3 separate regions of the Mus musculus genome follow, and all the other regions are linked to region 1. Evidence: chromatin contacts called from public HiChIP or PLAC-seq and Micro-C data. All regions are on one chromosome and are shown on one strand. Each heading gives the region's core, a stretch centred on a gene start, on an enhancer-like site or on the middle of the called end of the contact. The rest is flanking DNA. Distances are from core to core; before and after follow the strand shown.

What was found. Hi-C and Micro-C count contacts between places; a contact is called where the count stands out from the background. HiChIP or PLAC-seq counts read pairs in DNA pulled down with a chosen protein or histone mark.
Region 2: a contact with region 1 is called in an H3K27ac HiChIP or PLAC-seq map of embryonic stem cells, with 3 times the contacts expected there. The contact joins the promoter of Tmem168 here to the enhancer-like site in region 1. A contact is called at or near these places in 6 of 39 promoter capture datasets (the 3T3-L1 cell line, the C10 cell line, cranial neural crest and 3 more), 16 of 484 Hi-C or Micro-C datasets (CD4 T cells, the G1E-ER4 cell line, LSK cells and 11 more), 13 of 115 datasets of contacts at active chromatin or transcription factors (the SCID.adh cell line, bone marrow-derived dendritic cells, bone marrow-derived macrophages and 7 more) and 3 of 9 other capture datasets (adipose tissue, embryonic stem cells and liver).
Region 3: a contact with region 1 is called in a Micro-C map of embryonic stem cells, with 2.5 times the contacts expected there. The contact joins the promoter of Bmt2 here to the enhancer-like site in region 1. A contact is called at or near these places in 1 of 39 promoter capture datasets (neural stem cells), 19 of 484 Hi-C or Micro-C datasets (the AtT-20 cell line, CD4 T cells, CD8 T cells and 12 more), 6 of 115 datasets of contacts at active chromatin or transcription factors (bone marrow-derived macrophages, embryonic stem cells, extraembryonic endoderm stem cells and 2 more) and 2 of 9 other capture datasets (liver and macrophages).

The regions. Positions count from the first base shown.
Region 1 is chr6:13,851,313-13,855,936 of GRCm38.p6, forward strand. No RefSeq gene overlaps it. Among named protein-coding and RNA genes, the nearest start is that of Gpr85, 14 kb to the left of the region's middle. Within about 2 kb of position 2,074, at least 10 of the 459 cell types and tissues checked have an H3K27ac peak or open chromatin away from gene starts, as enhancers often do. A contact at or near this core is called in embryonic stem cells, where this site is marked.
Region 2 is chr6:13,605,392-13,610,015 of GRCm38.p6, forward strand. It overlaps Tmem168 (transmembrane protein 168), which reads right to left and starts at 2,707. Exons shown (of 5, transcript NM_028990.5): 1 at 2,439-2,707.
Region 3 is chr6:13,675,221-13,679,844 of GRCm38.p6, forward strand. It overlaps Bmt2 (base methyltransferase of 25S rRNA 2), which reads right to left and starts at 2,746. Exons shown (of 5, transcript NM_175312.4): 1 at 2,460-2,746. The coding sequence starts at 2,613.

The DNA of each region.
Region 1 (4,624 bases), core at 824-3,323:
CTGGACTCTTCCAGATTTCCATTACCTTCTGGGAAACCAAAGGAACTCATGCACTGTCATGTCAAATTCATAACAAAACTCCAGGATCCATTAAAGACGCATATAGTAGAAGTCTAAACTAGCAAATTTCTTTAGTAGTACTTTCATTATCTTTCTCGAGTCCATGAGGTTTTAACTTTAGAAAGAAGAGGGACCTGACAGGCTTCACTCTCGTGTACTTGAGCTTTTTTTGATGGTGGCACATTTGTCATTTACACTGATCACACTGAAATTCAATATAAAATGAGGGCGAGCTGAGCTGATGTGAGGGAAGTGGGACTGGAGCTGGGGGCTGACACCCATCTCTGCTGGTCTTCTTTTGTTTGCCCTGTCATCTCAGAAGGCATCCCATACAGCTGAGGAGGTGTAGATTAACACACTCAAAATGCAGTGACAGTATTCACACACACACCCTCCACCTCCCCACCCCCACCTCCCTGGCTGGATGAAAGCCAGAGACATTTATAATTTAAAAATATTTGTGCTTGTAGACAGTTGTCCAGTCATTACCACTACTACAATGATAGAACAAACAACCACTGGAAAGGACTACAGAGAGAAAGGACCAGTGGATGCAAGAATCAGAGCATGGCTATGGGATTAGAATAAGTTCGAGGTTGGTTAGCTAGGAGATTGATGATCGTACACACCCACACAAGGAAATCAGACAAGACATCCAGTGTTGACAGATGAAGTTTAATTTTAGCAAGCGAGCATAAATTAACAATCATCCAGTCTCACGGGATCATCTATAAGTAGCGGCTAGTATAAAATTTAAATTTGGAAAGCCAGAGCTGGCTACATATTGTCCGTTCATAGTGGATTTTTAGGACCTTCTATCAGCAAGACAATATTGAGAGATTCTACAAGGGAGTCAGTGTAAGAAGAGGAGATTAAGGTGTTTGTGTGTGACTATCCTTCACTCGGCCACAGAATTCAGATTTTTTCCTTCCTTTAGTTGTCTGCTTATGTATCCCATCAATATGTTTCTCTTCAGTTGCAATGTTTTAAATTAATTAATTAATTAATTAATTAATTAATTAAATGTATGTGAGTACACTGTTGCTCTCTTCAAACACACTAGATGAGGCCATCAGATACCAGTATAGATTGCCATGAGCTATCATGTGGTTGATGGGAATTGGACTCAGGACCTCTGGAAGAGCAGTCAGCTATCTTACCCTCAGAGCCATCTCTCCAGCCCTCTCAGTTACAATATTTGATTAAAATCACTAACATCAACTAATATTTGTTTACTTAATAACATCAGGGTTTTTTTTGTTTTGTTTTGTTTTTTGTTTTGTTTTGTTTTTTTCCAGACAGGGTTTCTCTGTATAGCTCTGGCTGTCCTGGAACTCACTTTGTTGACCAGGCTGGCCTCGAACTCAGAAATCCGCCTGCCTCTGCCTCCCGAGTGCTGGGACTAAAGGTGTGCGCCACCACGCCCAGCTCCAGTTTTAATAACATATCTTGACCAAGTATATGGTTATCTAGAACTATATAGTTTCTTAGCAGATATGTGTTCTATAAATAAGTAAATGCAGTTCTCAAAAGTCAAAAAATGAAGATAATGTTCCAAGAAGGTAATCAACAGGGTAAGCTTCATAAGACAGCTCATACAGAAATTAGGGCACGGCATTCTGAATGACATTTAGGGTAGCGGTTCCTGGTGACAGAGAAAGAAAGGAACTGTTCAGCTTTGATTCAGTGTTAACCATTTGCTAATCAGCACTTCCACAGATGTGCTCAAGTACCTTGTGTGACATAAAATGTCTCATGCTTTGTACTAGGTATGGCTGGCATTGCCAAGTTCCATGCTGTAGGTACCTGGAAAGCTTGAGTTTTGATGTTTTTCAAATCATAGTCTATCTACCATTAGTTCTGAAACCGCTAAATTAATGAACAGCAGAAAGAACAGATCCAAGGAGAGAGGGCAGAGCAGTGGGCATGTAAACAGTGGATCTGGGCCAGACCAAGGAAAGAGTTTTGAAAAATGGCTCAACCAGATGGTGGGAGAACCATGGATTTCCTCCCTCTCTTTAGTCTGAATCCTGTAAGAAGTGTTCGTGGGATGTGGAAACAGTCTGGCTTTGATTCTCTACTGTTTACTAGCCATGTGTGTGATATTGGGAAATTTAGATCCTCTTTTTGAGTTTCATATAGGGTATTACGGCGTTGCCTTATTTTAACTTAATTAATAGGGGGGAGAGAGATTGGAGACGCACTATTGAAAGGTCAATCCCTTCACTGCCTCCCACCCAAATAAAAAAGCCAATTGGCCTTGTAACAAGAGCCGGTCGAACTCCTTCTCCCTGTTTCCCACCTATCTTCCAAAAATGCGGAGGAATATCAACTTAGTGCTATTTTCACATCTTTCAGTCAAACTTAGCCAGAGTTCCATCGCCCTACTTAAAATTCAACTAGAAAGTTACCTACCAAGTACTAATTAGCATTATAAAGTCAGAGTCTGCAGCTCCAGGCCTTTCAGTTGTTTACTAGAAAGGACAGTCTTAAGCCAGATACAGTTTACCATAAGAAAGGTTAAAAAATCCCAGTGAAGCAAGTTTTTTCTTTAGCCCTAGATTCCAGGCATAACTATTGAGCATAGATAATTTTCCCCCCTCAGGCCAGCTTTTTCTTTTTTTTTTTATTTTGTTAATAATAGGGAGGAGATGTAGTCTCCCCTCCCCCAGCCTGAAACCTGCTTGCTCGGGGTGGAGCTTCCTGCTCATTCGTTCTGCCACGCCCACTGCTGGAACCTGAGGAGCCACACACGTGCACCTTTCTACTGGACCAGAGATTATTCGGCGGGAATCGGGTCCCCTCCCCCTTCCTTCATAACTAGTGTCGCAACAATAAAATTTGAGCCTTGATCAGAGTAACTGTCTTGGCTACATTTCTTCTTTTGCCCCGTCTAGATTCCTCTCTTACAGCTCGAGCGGCCTTCTCAGTCGAACCGTTCACGTTGCGAGCTGCTGGCGGCCACAACAATGGTCAGTACTCAATAAATGGTATGGTTATTATCACACAAATAGAAAACGGTATGCGTGCATATATGTGGGTGTCTATGTATTGCTATGGGGCAGTCAGGACAGCAAGATGGATGAAACTTCTCAATGATATGAGATAGAAATATCTTACTCAGTTTAGGCTGCTTATACAGAATATTATAGACCGAGTGGCTTAAATATCAGAAGTTTATGTCTTACAGTTCTCTAGCCTAGAAATTGGTCAAGATGTCAGACAATTTGATGTCTTCTGAGAACCCTCTGCCTAGTTTGGAGAGGCCTTCTTGTGTATATTCTTACATGGTGGAGAGAAAAGAAGTGGGGTCAGGGTAGGTGAAGGAGAGAAGAAAAGGGAAGAAATAGAGAAGAACTGGAAAGAAGTGAATGTCACACTGTATCTCCTCTCCCCATAAGGTCACTAATTAAATTCATGACCTAATCACCTCCCACAATACATTAATTTGGGAGAAAACTGTCCAGAGTCAGCATCAAAGATATGAAAAGAGCTCAGATTGCTGGGGTGGAACCACAAGGATGCTAGGCTGAGATGTGTAGAACATGGACCCCTTTACAGATTGTCTAATGAAGGTAGGTCATCTAGTAAGAGATTTGTTATCTTCTCCCTCTGGATAAAAACCTCTCTTTCTACACCTAGAATCCAGACTGCCCTTTTATAAATCCAGACTGGTAGCATTTTGAATTCAGTGTTGTGAAGTCCCTTCAATTACCTTCCACTTTTGGTGAAAATCAGTTGGGCAGACAGGTTAGACATATATTTATGTACATCTACATGAATTATTATGGAAAAAGTAATATCTAAGAGACAGTTTCTAGGCTGGAATGTCTTGTTCTTTTTTTTTTGTTGATTTTTAGTGAGAATCGTCTGCTTTTTAATTATAGTGTTATCAATAATAGCGAGATGATAGAAATCACTAACATTGTTAAAGAAATAGCTGTTGAAGAAGCAATGGGACATGGGAATGTATGGCCAGGAATAGTGCCTGAGTTAACTATCTATGACTCATGTAAAAAAAAAATACAGTAGAAAAACTAATGTGTGTGTTTCAATGTCATTTAGTTAACTTATACATATGAAATGTGGTGTGCAAAATGGTTGTTTCTTGGGGTTGTTGGTAAGATATAGATTTCTTTTGTTTGGGTTTTAAAGACAGGGTACCTCTTTAGCCTGCCATGACCTGTAATTTACTGTGCAACCTGGTAGGCAGCTTGGCTTTGGATATGTGATTCTCCTGCCTTGGTCTCCTACATGTGTATTAGTGCACACACAAAATCACATACACACACACACACACACACACACACACACACACACACATATATATAATATATGTGTAATAATAATCAAAGGAAGAAAGGAGGAGCGGAGGGAGAGGAGTTGGGAAGACCTGAAAGGAAGAAAGGGAGAAGAAGAGGTATATAATTCTATTTTAGTGAAAACGTATTAAAAATAAAATAAAAATATAAAGTGGAATTTAAAAATAATTGACTAAGAAAATTTCTTATATCAAATAATCTTATAATAAGTACTTCTAATGTGGACAGCAAGGAAAATAAAG
Region 2 (4,624 bases), core at 1,457-3,956, 250 kb before region 1:
CAGGAAACACCCTCTTGACACTCACATTTCACTGTATTTTAGCCACATGACTGCTTCCTATAAGGTCATAAAAAAGAAACTTCCTTAGGTTCCCAATAGCACAAATCCACCTTTCTCTGCATCTCTGCATGTCAGCCAGAGTCCCCTTCCCTGTATAAATCCTTCCTGTTCCAGAACGCCATTCTCTCTCCAAACTCTCTTTTCTCCTTTATTCACTAGTACTTAAGCTTTATTCACTAGTACTTAAGTGCTTATTCACTTACTAGGTCGGCTTTTAAAACTACCAATGGGTAAAGAAACAACAGAAAAAAATCTTTGTTCTCCCCATCTTGTCTACCACATTCAGTTTCCTCCCTCCTCACAGCTAATGTTTGATCAAGTTCTCATACACTCACTTCAAAATGCTGAAAGGTGTGATTCCCTCAGTGCAACTGCTCTGGCAACTTCTAGAATGATCCGCAAGTTCCTGAACATGATGGAATCCTTACAGGAGTCTCCACGTTTTCTTTAGAAGCCTTCATACTGATGAGTACTATCGCCTTCTGAAACTTCCCTTGGCTTCTAAAGTCTAGGAATCCATATTTTTTTCACAAGTCAGTGCTTTCTCCATGATTCTCTTGAAAGTTGTTCATTGCTAACCCATGCTTAATCCCAACCCTAGGCTTTGAGCAATCTAAATTGCTTCCATATATTATGTAATTTTGAAAAAGAACTACAGCTGTACCATGAAATATTGTGCAGTCACATTCTTATGAGCCTTAGTTTTAAAGGTTTTTACCCATTCTGACTTTTAAAAATAGCCTTAACTAGAAATGAAAACAAATTTTAAAAGCATTGTGACTGTTTTTACTTGAGCTGCCTTCCCTAATGATTTGATGGAAGACTCCAGAGGCAAATAAAAGCAGAATGGAGTCAATGAGCAAGTCACTGCTAAAGTCCATTAGAAAGATCTCCGGCTGGGGTCATAACTCAGAAAGCATACTTAGCATTGGGGAGGCGCTGGCTTTGACCCCACTATAGTCCTATCTACTCCTTTAACCTTCCCCCACACTTCTTGACCCATGAGTTAATCCTCACACGTTCTTGATTTCTCTTTCCCTAAGCATCTCTTTCACATTTCTACTACTTCTTATCCGCCAAAAAATCACCACCTAAATTTTGGTGACAATGACCTCATTCTTAAACATGTTCCTTTTTTTTTTTTTTCCCTTCCCTATCAACTTCTGCCCTTCTTAAAGTGTGTTTTTAAGACCCGAATTTTATCGTGTTATGCTCCACTATGCAAAATTCTCTATTGGCTTTCCACCCCTCACAGTATTACAGTGTAAACTTTTCAGTGCCTTTATAAAGTGCTACACAGTGGACAGGAATAACTGCCCCATCTGTTACTGCTCTTCCTCTCACTTTTATTCCAACTACACTTCAATTATGAACTACAGAAATGGCGTGCCCTCTCTGGACATATTCCTTTTCCTCCTCCTAGCCCTATCTGCCCTTTATCTGTCAAACCCTTCATTCAGGTGTGGGCTTACAATTCTTTTCGTAGGAGAATCGCCTCTCGGATCACTCTCTCTGAAATGGAAAAGTAAAACTACTCTTTTCTTCACCATTTGTTTAATGTCTGCATTCTTCACAGGTCACAAAGTCTCTGGGGAGATCTGTCTTCCACAATGCACGCTCAGTATCCAGCAGTCTGTAATCAAGTTAACATTCAATTCCGAAGGGGGGGGGGCGGGGAGAGGAGACTGACTAATAATAGAAAAAACTACTTAAGAAATGCAGATAAAATAAACCACTTTCTAATAAGCCACAGCTAGCACTAGTACTTAAGTGAGAGTCCAGGAATCATTGGCTTGTCTGCTCTTGGCTTTACTCCAACCTTCACTTAATTCACCAAATTTCTTCCAAAACAGAAAAGTGCCCTCATGGTGTCCTAAGACAATGGACTTCAAGACACAATGTATCGCTTTCATAATCCTTCAGTGGAAATCTATGTCTGTTCCTCGTAGGGGAAATGTCCAAACCTGAAAGAACAACACTGAGCCGTCAGGAGTTGGAGACCTGCAGCCTAGTTTCTCTGAGTTCCTGCTAATAACTCTTTCGGCCCACCTCTTAACTAGAAGAATGGCAACTCGGACTCTCCTTTTTGAGCAGCTATGGTAACTTCTCTCCCGTTAGGGCTCGATCTAGCGAGAGATGGAGAAGTGGGCTCGGGACCCTGGCTGTTCCGCTACCCCTTAGCTCTGGGACGAGGCGACACCACGCGACTCCCGGGTCAGGGTGAGGCGGGACACCGAGGCACGCCCTCCCTTGGCGGTCGCCAGCCCCCGAGCATCGATCCCACCAGGAGGCCGACGGGGCGGGGCCTGGCCGGCTCAGCCGGACCCTGGGCGGCGCCCCAGCCCTCCGCCGCCCCTCGGCTCCCGGATGCCCCTTACCCGAGTCAGCGGTCGCCAGCGAGCCTCGCTCTTTCCGCTGCGAAGCTCGCAGAGCCAAAGGGCGCGGAGCCTCCGAGCCAGAACGCGGAGGTGATGTGGGGACGTGAGCCCGAGGCCTCCCGCACTAGCACCGCAAGGCCTCGGTAGAAACTTTCGCTAGGACCGACACGGCCGCCATGTTTCCGCCGCTGACTCCCAGCGCTACGGATCGCCGTCAGGGACAAGGCGCGCCGCGCGCTTCCTTCCCTGGCCCGGCCTCCTAGCCGCTCTCCACGCCCAGCGGCGAGCCTGGGGAGGCAGGTGCTCGCTGCGCTGCCCCACCCTGGGCCTGTTTAACTCCCACCCGGGATTAGCAGCAAAAGCAGGGAAGACCACGGATGATCAGGCCCCAAAGCAGCGAGGTCACCGCTTAGAGTTGGACCGAAACTGAGCCAGCTAGAGTGGGATAATTGCAAGTGGACTATAAATCTATGTAGAAGGCGTTGCTGCTCTTTCATATAGGTGGTATAATATATGGCTTTGCATATGCTGACCAAACCTTCAAAACCTGTCTCTCCTTGCCCCAGCCTGCTTTTCTAATTAAGTCCGCCATTAATCCCCAATCCTGAACATCTTTATTCTACAGCCCTAGCTAGCTTTCCTTGGCCCTAAGCGCACCTTCAAACACCACAGATGATTTTAATCTGCATTCTGATGGCACTTAAATTAACATAGTTGTACACACGTGAGCGCCGCATTTCACAGGTGCTGCGGAGCAGCAGTCTCAGGGGTTGAAATTGGTTTCTCCATCTGTGAAATGGTAACAAAACCTTTCTCACAGGACTGTGAATATACAGGGAAACAGTGTGTCCCTCCATGTACAAAATGAATTTAAAAGATATTCAATACCTGTAAGAACACGTTGTTAAGGAGGGCTTTAAGACAGTCTCGTTCGCGTACGGACCGCTATAAATCCATCTTGCAATGGAGAGGAGATAATGGTTCCAGTTCAATAGAGAGCTTGTAAAAGTGGGACTTTAACGATTAGGATGCGGTAGGGATGCTTGAGCAAATGGGGAATCACATTAGCTTTAAGGGGGACAATGACTTGGAAGCATAACAACATTGTTGCTAACACAACAAAGGTACTTGTTACCTTGAAAACAGGAAGATAAGAAAGATAGAAAGCTAAACTGACTTCATGGCGTTCTTAGTTAAAAACTAGATTTTACTAGGGAATGCACAGTTGGGCCTGAAAAACAAGTTCTGAACGAAGCCTGAATAGAATACGGCCAGGCAAAAAGCAAGAAAACCCCTTTCCTTTCCCAAAAAAAAACATTTCCACCAAAAAGTCCCTGCCTGCCTTCTGATTCCATTTCCTGCTGCTTGCAGCCCCTCATATAGGTCAAACCATTTCAAACCCCTAGCCCGCTCATGTGTAAACAAACACTGATAACATCTATCCGACAAAGTTTCTTCTGTGGATTGAGGGAGAATGTGTGTTTTAAAAATGCCTTACAACCTTTAAATGGCTTATCCTTTCAGATAAACCTCCAAATCCTTAAATAGGGCATGTGGGTGTTATCTCAGTGGTAGCATGCTTACCTAGCTTGCATGATGGAGCAAGGGGGGGGGGGGGGGCGGACAGAGGAACATCCTCATATAGAAACAAATTGTGTGTTTTTCACCTCCAGTTTAAACTCCCACACACTCCCCAACTCTGTGCTCCAGCCTGCTTTCATTTCCTCAAATGTAGCCCCTGCCACCCTGTCCAGTTTCTCTTACTATGGCATTAGCTTAAGTTTCTGATAGAAATGTTTTAATGTTTTTAAAACAAAGGGATCAAATATTGCTGGCCCTTGCTAGTTCTCAACACTTAATTTATATTAGTGTTATCTGTGTGTGTGTGTGGTTTTTTTTTTTTTTTTTTTTTTTTTTTTTCCATGTCTCTTAAAGTTACAGTCGCCTTGGAGACGCTTGAGGACACCAGAGCTCTGTTGAGACTCATTAAGGGAAAGATTTTTCCTCCTGGTCTAAAGAATGGAATCTACTTCTGACCCTGGTTGGAGAACTGACATTCCGATCTGCTCCAAAGGTTGTAACATTTCATGCCATTGTCTCCTCCCTTCAGAGTCAGTGGAGCTAGGCCTGCCTATTATCTGGTCAAAGGGCTGTCCCTCAGGAAAGGAATGGGAGGAATAATTATC
Region 3 (4,624 bases), core at 1,496-3,995, 180 kb before region 1:
ATCCAATGTCAGAGATGTAGACAAGGAAGACTTTATTCTACCCTACATTCTTTAGCTTTACTTGTATTCTTACTTTTCAGTAACTGCTGTTTTCCCTTTCATTCTGCCCCAGTCTATTCATTACCAGTATATCCCTGAGAAAACTATACTCCCTATTGCTCCACTCCCATAGACAGCCCCTACCCGTCAATTTATATCCTTTTTCCTTTCTCAACTTTTACTGTTACTTCCTTATCTTCACGTTCTTTTATATTCTAACATCTATGCCAACAATATTAGGATAAGAGATGAGATGGACACTCTATTTCCCATAAAATAGTATGCACTAATGGTCAACTACTTCATCTTCATGAAAGTTACTTTGATCTTAATTAAATTAAATTTGGAATATGCACTAAATCTGGCTAGTACATTTCCTGTTCCTAAGGAAGATACAAAGACTGTAGATCTGAGATAAAAATGCAGAGAATGTAAAAAGATCAGCCATGCTTGAGAACCATTAGTGAAAATTATGGCTTACATTCCAATATTTTAAGTGAGAATTTACTGCATTCCCTAATAAGAAAACTGTTATGAGCTTATAGAATACATTTATGACTGAAGACCATCGGTACAATACTATGCCTTCAAAATAAAACATCTAAATCATTGATGGAATTCAGGGCATTAAAATGCCAAAAGAATTGCTTCATTCAAATTCTTAGACTATCAGGAAATCTCTACCTGCCCAAGTCACATCAGATCATTTGTTTCTGAACTACTGAATTGCTCTCCATTCTGGTAATTTCTAAGTATCAATCCTCATTATGAACCAAGTGTTCCCCTAGTTAGAATTTGGGCGTAAGGACATGTTTAAACATGTGAGACTAAGCATGCATAAACAGCAGCTTAAAGAGATAATGACACATTAGCAGTGTGTTAAGTGGAACCTATTCGTTTATGAATAAATGAATAACAATGAAATTATTACAAAAAGGTTAAGAATAGAAACTGAATTACATACTAGTCATTTTCTTTTAAAAGATGCACAGAAAATTTGTACAAAATGGCATGATAAATTGAAGAAAAGTGGGTCCACTTATTTCTTCATTTCTTCAAACAACATAAAAACCACTAGAGAATGGCATTATGTAAGTGCATTTTGTGACTATCAAGAATGATGCAACTGTTGCTATGGTAACCACTCATTTTATTGAATTGAGGTTGGGAATTAAAGTATCTTCAATAAAAAAAAATTCAATACCTTAATATGCTTGCCAAGGTTCTTCTATTAGTACCTATCAAACAATAGCTATTAGCCATCTTTGGGGATATCAAATGGCCTCTATTAAAAGCCAGGGCTAAGTTGTCAAGGAAAGAACTTTGAATAGTGTTAAGAATAAAATGCATCAACGACACTCAAAGGAAGATAGACTTGACTGAACTTTCAGAGTAATTGAAAAGTGTGCATAACTGAAAAGTGACATGATCTCACAAGTCTTTGTTCCTTCACTGTCATAATTTCTCTTTTAACCTAAATTATTAACTAGTTAAAAGACTGACATTAGAACGCTGCTGAGTTTTCATTTTGCAATTAAGCTAAAGAAAAATCTGCTGAAAGTAGCCCATTTTAACACTTTATGAGAATTTTTTTCCTGAACACATGAAGAATAATGCAAAGTGTCACCTTCCGAATCTTATAAAGTTGCTTTGTTTGAGAGCCCCCATTTACAAAATGCCAGGATAATTCATAAAATTCAACTATAGACACTGTTCCGGCATATGCGCCAGACGAAAAGCTGCCCCCATGGAAGAGCGGGGTCTGCACCTCTGGCCAGCTTCGAAGGCACCGGCATCTTTCAGAGTCTCTGTGCTTAGAGACTCTTCAAACCTGCACAGTCTCTTAAGAACCTGCCCCAGATCTCTTCCTGGACTGTCTCCACAAACTTGAAGATGGAGCTGCGGTGGAGGGGAGCTACCTGCCACCCTCTCCCCAGTGAAACACGGCAGGCGAAGCACCTTGAGATCCTCCGCTGGGCCTGCTGACTTCGCAGCCCTGGATGCCCAGGCAGGGGAGGCCTCGGCACGGCCTTGCCAAGGAGCGAAGAGGAAGAGGGGCTGTTGCCAAGCGGGCTGAACAACAGGCTGGTCCAGCGCAGAAGAGCGAGGGGCAGCTTCGCTCCTGCCAGTCTCTCGGTGGAGTCACCCCCACCCCCACCCCTCTTCGGGTCTTACCTGAAAGCCCCTCCCTCCCTCTGAGCGGCGGCTCGGTGACAGTGGTCTCAGCCCACCGCTGGGGACAGGGCCTAGGCGGGTGGCGACTGCCCATTAGGGCTCCGGGAGCCGACCGCAGGAGGCCGGCCGGCCGATCGCGGCCTGGGCAGACGTGCCGCCCCCGTGTGTGTCAATGGTGGCCTGTGGGGCTGAAAAGAGCTGACCCAGCCGGGGGACGCGCCTCCCCTCCCCCGATGCCTGTTTACCTTCGCGGTACTTCTTGCGGAGCCGCCGATGAACGCTCTTCACCACCCCGGACAGCTTCTCCTGCTCCAGCTTCCGCTCCTGCTCCCGGGGCTGCGCGGCGTTCGGGGGCCGCTGTCCGCGCGCTGCGCCTCGGCCACCCGGCCCCGGCTCCATAGCGCTGCCGCCGCCGCCGCTGCCGCTGCCGCCGCCGCCCCTCGGGCCCCGCGGTCTCTCCCCGGACGGAGGAGGTGGGGAAGAGGAGGCAGCAGCAGAGGCAGCAACCGGAGGAGGCCGAGGAGCCACAGCTAAGGCCTCGGGGGCGGTGTCTTCCCAATAGCGCAAGGTGATTGGTGAACTGCGGAGGGCTGGGTGGAAATGGAAAGGGCCGCGGACCAATGGGCAAAGGGCAGCGGCGGCGCACCGGGTTGTTTGGGAAGGAGCAGCTGAAGGAGGCGGAGAAAGCACTGGGCTCCTCGCCAGGCCACGCCCCGGATGCTGTGCGGAGGAGCCGGGGCTGCCTAGGGGAGGAGGCCTGTGGTATGGGGTGCGCTTGCGCCCCAGAGTTATTTGCCTAGTTTGAGCTTCATTGTATGGTCCAGCTTTGGCACGTCTCCCAACTTCCTAGGCCGCTGGGAGTTTGGGTGATGCTGCCACAGGACGCGGTCGTCCACCTGAGTTCCCTCTGCACCCTGTTGCACCTCTACAATTCCCTTCAGCTAAATACCCTTTGAAGACTTGGCTGCTACGCAGGGTTTTACATTTCAAGGAGTCCAAACTTGAAAGCCTTCATCGGGGTCAAGGAGAGGTCAAACTACCAAATCCCGATGTAATTCTCTTAGCTAACCCAGGTTAATGCTTGGCATACTGCTGCTACACGAAAGACAATGAATTGCGGGAAAGAAAGATAAAAAAAAAAAAAAATAGTAGGAGGTGTGGGACAAGTTAAAACACCAAAAGGCCATATTGTCTCCCTGTAGAACTTCTGTAATGACCATAAGAATGGGTTACTGGAAAACTTGCATTGATTGTAGGTCATCTCAGAACCCACAGAAAAGTCTGCTCAGGTGGTCTCTCATATTTTGGACAGTTAGTCCACTAGTCCATGCAAAATTCAGTAAATGGCTCCCCCTTTCCAACTTCTTTCATTTGTGTGTAACACTATTAAGGGTATGTGATTGCCGACTTGTTTAAGAAAGATGGAAGCCCAATCTCCAAAAAGAGACTGCATTCGCTCTGTACTAGTACTTACCTAGGCTGCTGGTAGTGCATCAGGCAGACCTGGGAATGACTTGTATCTGATTGTGCACTTTACAGCTATTGGTTACATCACATTGTATAGACATTGTATAGACATTGTTGCATTGAAACTTTCAGATCAATGTCTTGGTAATATTAGTAACATTCTCTTTATGTCACTGTTGGGTCCAAAGGAAACGCTGTTTCCACAAATTCTGGGGGTTAGACAAAAAGCCACATTCCTCAGGAATTGTTGAAGCTGATTCCTTTCTGCTAAAGGGAGCCATTTCTTTTACCATTCTCAGAAGGGATAATTTGTTATCTGTGGAACCTAACAGCATAGCGAAGTGCATGCTGGCCTCCAGGCTCTCTCACATCACAAATGCCTGTTACACAGTTAATGTCCATAGCTTCCTTTCTTCTAACATCTCATTCTCCTTATAACCCTTACTATTTCAGCTATGTGTGTTCTTGGTCCTCTCTTCTGCCCTCTCTTGGTCCTCTCTTGGTCTTCCTTTCACTCCTCCCCCTCACCCCCTTCCCCCACTCCTTCCTTCTATTACTCTCTACTCTGCTCCTGCTCTTTCTTGCTCAGGTATAGTTTGCTGTCCCTTCTCTCTGCTCTGGATTCTTCCAGATACCTCTGCTTGTTCTCTTCTTTCTATCTACCATACAAACCTTCCCCTCAAACATGGAATGGAGTGGTCATGTTGTGTTTATACAGTAACTATTTCATGATACTTCCTGGTTAAGATGATTCTGACCAACAAAACATTATACATGCTTTCCAGACCACAGGAGCAGAAATATCACTGTGAAGAAGTAGATTAGACACAGGCCAAAATAAACAAACTTCAGAAGAACTGTAATCGTGAAGTGACCTTACAAGAACTAGCAAGGAACCAGCAGGCATTGTGGCCTTACATGGGAAGAAAAGAAGAACTTGGGT